Regions from separate parts of the Mus musculus genome. Here region 1 is linked to region 2. The links are chromatin contacts, called in public HiChIP or PLAC-seq maps. All regions are on one chromosome and are shown on one strand. The core of a region is the stretch at or near the end of the contact, and the rest is flanking DNA. Distances in the headings are between cores, read along the strand shown.

Region 1 (3,451 bases), core at 927-3,426, 1.1 Mb after region 2:
ACTAGCTGGAGCTGAGAAACTGAGTCAGCCCCAGGTCAGGGTCCATCCCATATTCCTTCGGGAAAGACAGCTTCCTAAGAAGGTTGTGAGGGATCCGCCAGAGAAGGCTACTCAGACATGGCTTTGAGCTCAGAGAAAGTCTTCACTAGCCAGCGGGCAAGTCCACTTAGTGTTCAGGACCTGAGCATAGTCCTGAGCCTTTTCCAGGGTGAATTTATAAGCACAAAAAACCATATCCCGAGTTGTCGTGCCTCATATAGCAAGAGCTGGAAGCAGAAGTACAGAAGGTAAAATCCAAGGTTAGTACATTTAGGGACTTCCCCAGAACTATGGACTTTGATGGATTAGGTCTTTGTTCTTGTTTTGGCAGGGTGCTGTCTTCCTGCTGGGTTCCAAGGCCTGAATGGAACTTCTATCATGGCCTCAGTTGTGCTAAGGTCTGGGGCCTATTACAAGAACAGGAATGGTAGGTATTGTCTGTGAAACGTCATTAGTTTAGACTACACTCTTAGAATGTGTGAGTTCTTATTGAACAGGGAGAAGAGAACACAGCCTTCTGTGGTTGATCTAGGTGCTGATTTTGCAAATACAAGAATCTAAGCTTTAAAAATAAGTAGAATTGTTAGGTCAAGAGCGCAAGATATTAAGATCGGCCTGTTTTAAGTTAGGGCTGCTATTTCTCCCAGAATTCACAGTCTCAGTGTGAGTGTTGGGAAGAATGTCCCAGGCCCTGGTTCTGTGTTAGAAGGTAAGGTGATAAGCATCACACTTGATAAACAGTCCCTACATCACCTCACTCAGCCTTCACAAACCTTACAACCACGGAACATTACAAAGAAATAAAGGGGAAAAAATCTGATGAAGAGTCATACACTTTTAATCCCAGCATTTAGGAGGCAAAGGCAGGTGGATTTCTGTGAGAGACCCTTCCTCAATAAATGGGAAGCTGGGGGGTGGGGTGGGGAGGAGAATTGGAGGCTATAGCAGGGAGATTGTGAGTTCCAGGCATACTGAGGAAAACAAAGAGGGGGTGAAGGGAGGGAGAGAGAGAGAGAGAGAGAGAGAGAGAGCTATTGATTCTTTCAACAATGATACTCCAGGAGTGAGCTCCATTCCCAGCCCCTTGTACAACGTGGCTGAAATGACAAGGCTTCAGACATGGGCTGTCAGGGGCTGGGGATCATAGAGTCCTCCTACCAGATATCAAAAGGTGACGTGGGAGCCCTGTAATGAAAATATACTCTGTTTATGGCATTGTCCTATAGCTTGGTGGGATTTTAATACTGGGAAAAACCGGATAAAGAATACTCCTTTCTTACAACCACATGTGACTCTATAGTTTATCACAAATAAAAGTTTAGTGCCTAGCGTGTGCACATCTCTGAGATCCATCCCCAACAGTGAGAGGAAATGCATACCAACATATAAGCACGTGAGTATGTGTATGTGTGTGTGTGTGTGCGCGCACACACACACACACACACACACACACTCACTCACAGACTCAGAGTAGAAACTGAAGCTAAGTTTTCCAGAGCAAACATTTGAACAGCAGTCTGTCAGGTTCCCGAGCTTGAGCCTTTCTGAATGGAAGGAAGCCAGAGAGGAGGACCCCGTGGGCTTGGGGAGACACTGCTAGGTGGTCCGGTATATCATGGGTACTTGAATTACTGGGTACTACAGTTCTGAAGGGTCTGTTGCTGGGTGGTTTGAGAGACCATCCACCCAGTCCTGCAGTTGCTGCTAAGGGCCGGGATTTGTTAATCAGGTTTGCACACTACAGATGCACAAGGGTTTGGAAGGTGAGGTCCTCCCAGCTTGTCTATTGGTGTGTTCAGCTGTGGTTTCCCTGTCTGTGACTTTATTTGAGGCTTTGTGGACGTCTCCACTTAGGAGGGAAAGAAGATTCTGTGTGAATTACATGCACACGAGTGAGAATTGTTAGATCGGCAGATCCCTGCCACATCTGTGCCTCCTAACTGGCTTCTGAGGTTAGACCATGTGAGCATACCTCCCCCCAAACAAAGCCAGCCTGTCACGAACTGGGTCTGTGTACTGTAGACAAACCGGGTAATTGGCCTCTCCGCCTCCTCACCCAAAACAAACACTCGCAAACGCCCGCCCCCACGCTGGCAGGATCTGCCTGTCATCTGGGCACCCGGCTCCTGCTCCGGCTGTCTCCGACCCTGTAGACACTGCAGGCCCTGCCCTCGCTCGCCCTGGTCGCCCGGGGCTGACGCACAGGCCACAGCCTCCGCCTCGGGGCGCGTGGGCTCCTGCCCAGGTGTGGAAGCTGCGGGGAGGCGGTGCGGGGAACCCGCGTCCTCCGGCCGGAGCTCGGCTTCTGGCGACCGCTCTCCTGCGCGGGTGACGGCGGCGTGCGGGCTGGGAAGGGCAGGGAGCGCTGTCCTCCGCTCCGCGGCTGCCAGGCGGACCGTGAAAGCTTCGCGCGGCTGTAGGCGCCGCCCGGGAGCTAGTGCTGGGCGAGCGCGGCGCCCACGCGCGGTGGGGTGGGCTCCGAGCTCCGGGGGACCGGGCGGGGGCGGGGCGCATCCTGCAAAGTTGACCAAGGGTGAGCTACCGCCGGCGCCCTGCTGCCCTAGATTCGCCAGGTTCTTTCCGCGGAGCCAGGCGTGGACGTCGCTGCCCCGCTGACACCCAAGGGACCCGGAGAAGCCAGCGGGCGTCGGCAGGGAGCCCGTGCAGCGCGAGATGGAGGCTGAGAGAGGGGACGCGCCGACCGGCGCCGTGTAGCCCGCGGGCCCCGGGGCTGGACCTTGCCCGGACGCTGTGGGGGCGCTCGAGCAGGGCCCTCCCCCGGGCTGCCATGGAAGTGCCCAATGTCAAGGACTTTCAGTGGAAGCGCCTTGCTCCACTGCCTAGCCGCCGGGTCTATTGCTCACTGCTGGAGACTGGGGGGCAGGTCTATGCCATCGGGGGATGTGATGACAATGGCGTCCCTATGGACTGCTTCGAGGTCTACTCCCCCGAGGCCGACCAGTGGACCTCCCTGCCCTCCCTGCCCACAGCCCGGGCCGGGGTAGCGATCACTGCCCTAGGAAAGCGGATTATGGTGATCGGGGGTGTGGGCACCAATCAACTGCCTGTGAAGGTCGTGGAAATGTACAACATCGATGAGGGCAAGTGGAAGAAGAGAAGCGTCTTGCGCGAGGCTGCCATGGGCATTTCTGTCACAGCCAAAGGCAAGTGGGGCCAGGGTTGAGGGTGGGCATTAGGGAAGAAAGTAAAGGGTCACGGGGGACACGGGTGTAAGGCAACATGATTTGGGTGGCCAATACACATTCCCTATAACATTCGAGCCTTACATTAAGCACTAAAACTAGAGACCCACTGCCCTTACTTTACAGATTGGAAAGGGACACTGAGCAGGTGAAATGTCTAGGAATTCCATCTGATGCCAGGAGTCAGCTCCAGCAAGCTGGGCAGGCCA
Region 2 (4,009 bases), core at 524-3,023:
TGTCCAGGGCTAGTGGGTACTGCAAAGCACTCAGGAACACGGAGGGAGATAAAGCTAGCAGCGGGCCCAGAGGTAAGTTGCACTGGATTCGTCTGCAGGTCAGCAGCATTTACAAGGAACAGCAGCCCGTGCACAGGACTCTACATGCCCAGCCTTCTCCTTAACAGGCACCTGTATGGGGGATGCTCATGGTAGGAAGAATAGTCCCCCTTTTTCCTTTCACATATTCTGGAGCGGCTGAGGGGGAGCTGTTATGGGCTAGAGTGAGGGTAGTAGTGCTAGCTGCTGCTGTCCAGTGTTGCAGTCTGAAGGAGGCAACAGAGGATGGCCCTTTACCAAAAGATGTGACTGTAATCCATGTCCACAGATGATTGCCGGAAGCTGTCATTGCACTGCGTGCTTCATATGTTCAAAGGAGCTACGTAAACACACGGGTATGAGTATCCTCTGGCAACAGCAGATCCCTGGGTTGGTGGGGAGGAGACTTATACAGGGATACAGACTCACCATTGGCGAGAGGTAATGATAAGCCCTAAAAAGAGCGCAGACTTGCTCAGAAACTCTCTATACTGGTGCCCAGTGTTACAGTAAGATTGGGAGAAGCCAGCAGGCCAGTGGGGATGCCTTGTGGAAGGAAGGAACTGGCGGGGAGCTTAGTGATTTTAGGGCTGGAAGGCGGGTGCAGGGGGACAGGAGGAGGAAGAGGAGGCCACGAGGCACAGTCACACACTGGAGCAGAGTATAGAGCGTTGAGCCAGGTGTGGAGGGCTGAGGAGGCCTCAGGTGCAGGTGACCTTGGCATCTTTCAGCCTCACAGCCTGCTTCCATTCAAAGCCTAACCAGGCTTCCCATGCCAACAGCTCCCTAGGAGGAAGAGCCTGAGAGAACCTGAGGTGACCACCGAGTCATCTCCCCATTAACCCTAATAAGTGTCAAATACTCACTTCGTTGTCAATATCACTACCTCATTTTTAAAACTCACAACTAAAGGAAGAAGAGGGTGTGCGTAAGACACAATGACCTTGTGGAGAGCCATCAGTCCCAACCTACAAACAAGCTTGTTTACGCGCACGGGGGAGAAGGCTCAAACCCGTCTGAGGATACGTAACTGTACACATACAACTACCTCTGGTCAGTGGGCAGCCATTAAAGGATGCCAGGCAGTGACAGCAGCTGTCTCCAAAGGTAACCTGCCTAAAAGTTCGGACTGGCCACAAAAGGCAATGGCCTCCTCTCCCGGGCTCAGAGCCCTTCACCTCGCGCACCTTCCCCGCCCTCACTCACTAGCGCAGCGCAGCGCCTGCCGCAGCACCTCTCGTCCGCACAGGTCACACCAGCCCGGACCGCCCCGCAGCGCCAGTTCCACGAAACGGTGCCCCTCGCCTCTCTCGGCCAAGACGCGGGGATCCTGCGGCTGCTCGAAGATGCTCCTCACGTCGCGGGGTCGGTGTGACCCAGGTCGCAGCCGCAGTCTCGGCTGCAGACCGGGCCGGACAGGGCGAGCGTGTCGGCAGTCTCGGGGCGTGGGTTCGGGGTCCCTCCGGCCACTCCTCCTGCCACCGCGATCCTCTGACGCCCCGGCCGCGGGGATCAGGGCCGTGGGGATGCAGCGGCGCGGCCGGGCGGGAGGTGGCGGCTCGGTGCCACCCAGACTCTGCAGATACCGCGGCGGCTCGGGATCTAGGAGCAGCGGGTAGGGACGTTGCCCGATGGCCGGGGAAGCCATGGCCAAGGCCCGCAGGCGGCGGCAGCTACCGAGCCTGGCCAACAGAAGGGGCGGCTCCGGTCGAGCGCGCTTTTAAAGGGCCCGCAGCCCGCGGGCGGGGCGGGGCGGGGCGGAGCCCACCGAGAGGCCGGAAGGGCAACACGCGTGACTGCGGGTCGGAGCCGCGTGGATTTAGGAGTGACTCGGCGACTAGGCGGTGGTGAAGGTCCGAGCACCCGAGAGGCTTCGCGAGCTCGGTAGGCGCCGGCTCCTGCGCCTGTCTTCAGCTCTGCCCCGTCCCCTCTGGGCGTCTCCCAGGGCGCCCTAACACCGGCGGGGCGGGGAGCAGGTGGGAAGGCAGGGCTTTGGCAACCTGGTGTGGCCCCGGGACAGGAGCTAGCCCGCCGCTGTCAGTAAGGCGGCCCGCGGATTCTCCGAGCTGCCCGTGGGAAGCTGGCTACATCAGCTCTCTCCCTTCTCACCTCTGCTACATAGACTGCCCCTCCCCGAAGACTGGGATTAGAGTGACTGGTGATCCTTGGTGATCCGGTGATCATGAGAGACCTCTCTGTGCCCCATGGGTGGACAGGAACTTTCCTCCCGAATTACGCCCCTCCCCCCTTAGTTGCTGGAGTAATCACTGCGGAAATGAATGCCAATCCCTTACACACCTCCTTTGGTATGGAAGGTCCACCTGAGCAGGGGCGCAGGGTGGAGAAGTCCGCATCCTACCAGCACCAAGGGGTGCGCCATAGGTTCCTGTCTGGCTTAAGGTTATGTCGCCACCATCTTGAAAATCCTAATTCTTAACCCGGCCTATTCTTTTTGCACTGGGTCTTGAAAATTATGTAATGGTAATAACTAGTGGGCCTGTCCACAGTGCCGTCTCAAGGGATAGAGAACAGGTGGGACTGTGGATTTTCGAACCTGTGCCCGGTCGGTCGGTCGTAGGCTAGCAAGGGTCCTGGGCCCTCTACAGGCTGGTTTTGTAGCTGCAGGCGCCTTTGCTCTTTCCAGTTCTGCGGTTCTGACTTAGGCCTAGCTCACATTCCCGCCTCCCCCTGCCCCCCTTAAATTACAGGTTTGATTGATTTAGTGGCAGCCACCAGCAAGCAACTATGGGAATAGAGTCACTGCACCAAATTCAAAAATTCTGTATTTTGGGTCTCAACAAACCACTGGTAGAAATATTGGGGGAGGGGCATGTCTATAGTGAACATGTACACACTCTTTCTCCTTACTTATTAAATAATACTGGATAGCAATGATTCATATACACTTTCACAGTACCGGTGTTTAATATAGGCGGGGTTAAAATGCATAGGTTCTCTCTGCACACAAGCTACCTTATAAAAGGGATGAGAACCCTCAGGTTAGAGTATTGGGAGCAATAATGTATGTATAGAATGTGTGGGGATTCTGAAACCAGACCTGGAATTGTCTATAAATTCGCCTACATTTTAATCTCCAGGGTTCTTTCCCGGCTAGTGATGGGTCTCCCCCTAGTGTCTGGCTGGGGAATCCTCACTTTCACTTTTCCTCTCGAAGGTAAATTTAGGCAATGGCTAAAAGTCCAGTGACCAGGGAATCCCCAGCCTTCCCTGCTCCACAGCCTCTCTCCCCACCCCCACCCCCGCACCCCTCCCCCAAGTGGTGGTAATCAGAATCCTGCTCCTTTCAAGTGGGTGGCAGAGGAAAAGTTCCTGGTCTCTGGGCCTCGTTTTATTCACTGGTTTCTGGGGAGTGGAAAGAAGGACTCCAAACTGATAAAGTTATGATAAGGCGGTGGGCACAGAGGCCACCACTCTGCCCCTCCACCCTTCCTCTTGCTCTCTTTACATCCGTGCTCCAAGCTTTGGAGGCCAGCCAACCCTAGAGGGCTTTTAAAATCACAGCTTGCTGGCAAGTTCCTGTGTCAGTAAGTCTGGGCTAGGATGCTAGACTTGTATTTCTAGCATGTTCCCATAGTAGCATTTGTGCTGATGGTCCACTGTGAGAACTATTGCTCTAGAGCCATAGCAGAGTGGAGGGAAAGGACCTGCCTGTTCCAGAGCTGGGTTCCTTGTAACTGAGAGAGCCCAGCAGGAACTCTTCCTTGGCACTTTCTCCCAAAGTGTGATGGGGGAAGTGCAGCCTGGCTTTATACTCTTTTCCTCCTCCTCTCTAGGGTATCTGCAAGCAGCTCTCTGGCTTCTTGCAGAAACCTGTATTGCATGTAAAAGTTTGCTTTGTTTCTACCCTGTGTCTATTCATCTTCACAAGGTTGGAAACTTGTACCTCTCAGGGGTGCCATCTTTTGGGTAC

What was found. HiChIP or PLAC-seq counts read pairs in DNA pulled down with a chosen protein or histone mark.
Region 1: an HNF4G HiChIP or PLAC-seq map of pancreatic cancer cells shows a contact between it and region 2. The contact joins the promoter of Klhdc8a here to the promoter of Rassf5 in region 2. A contact is called at or near these places in 1 of 39 promoter capture datasets (liver) and 1 of 115 datasets of contacts at active chromatin or transcription factors (pancreatic cancer cells).

What each region holds. Positions count from the first base shown.
Region 1 is chr1:132,296,450-132,299,900 of GRCm38.p6, forward strand. It overlaps Klhdc8a (kelch domain containing 8A), which reads left to right and starts at 2,177. Exons shown (of 5, transcript NM_144810.5): 1 at 2,177-3,203. The coding sequence starts at 2,828. It overlaps Gm51645 (a long non-coding RNA gene), which reads left to right. Exons shown (of 4, transcript XR_003947998.1): 4 at 371-932.
Region 2 is chr1:131,243,405-131,247,413 of GRCm38.p6, forward strand. Rassf5 (Ras association (RalGDS/AF-6) domain family member 5) reads right to left here and starts at 1,774. Exons shown (of 6, transcript NM_018750.4): 1 at 1,285-1,774. The coding sequence starts at 1,726. Gm28913 (a long non-coding RNA gene) reads left to right here and starts at 1,686. Exons shown (of 3, transcript XR_878525.3): 1 at 1,686-1,962.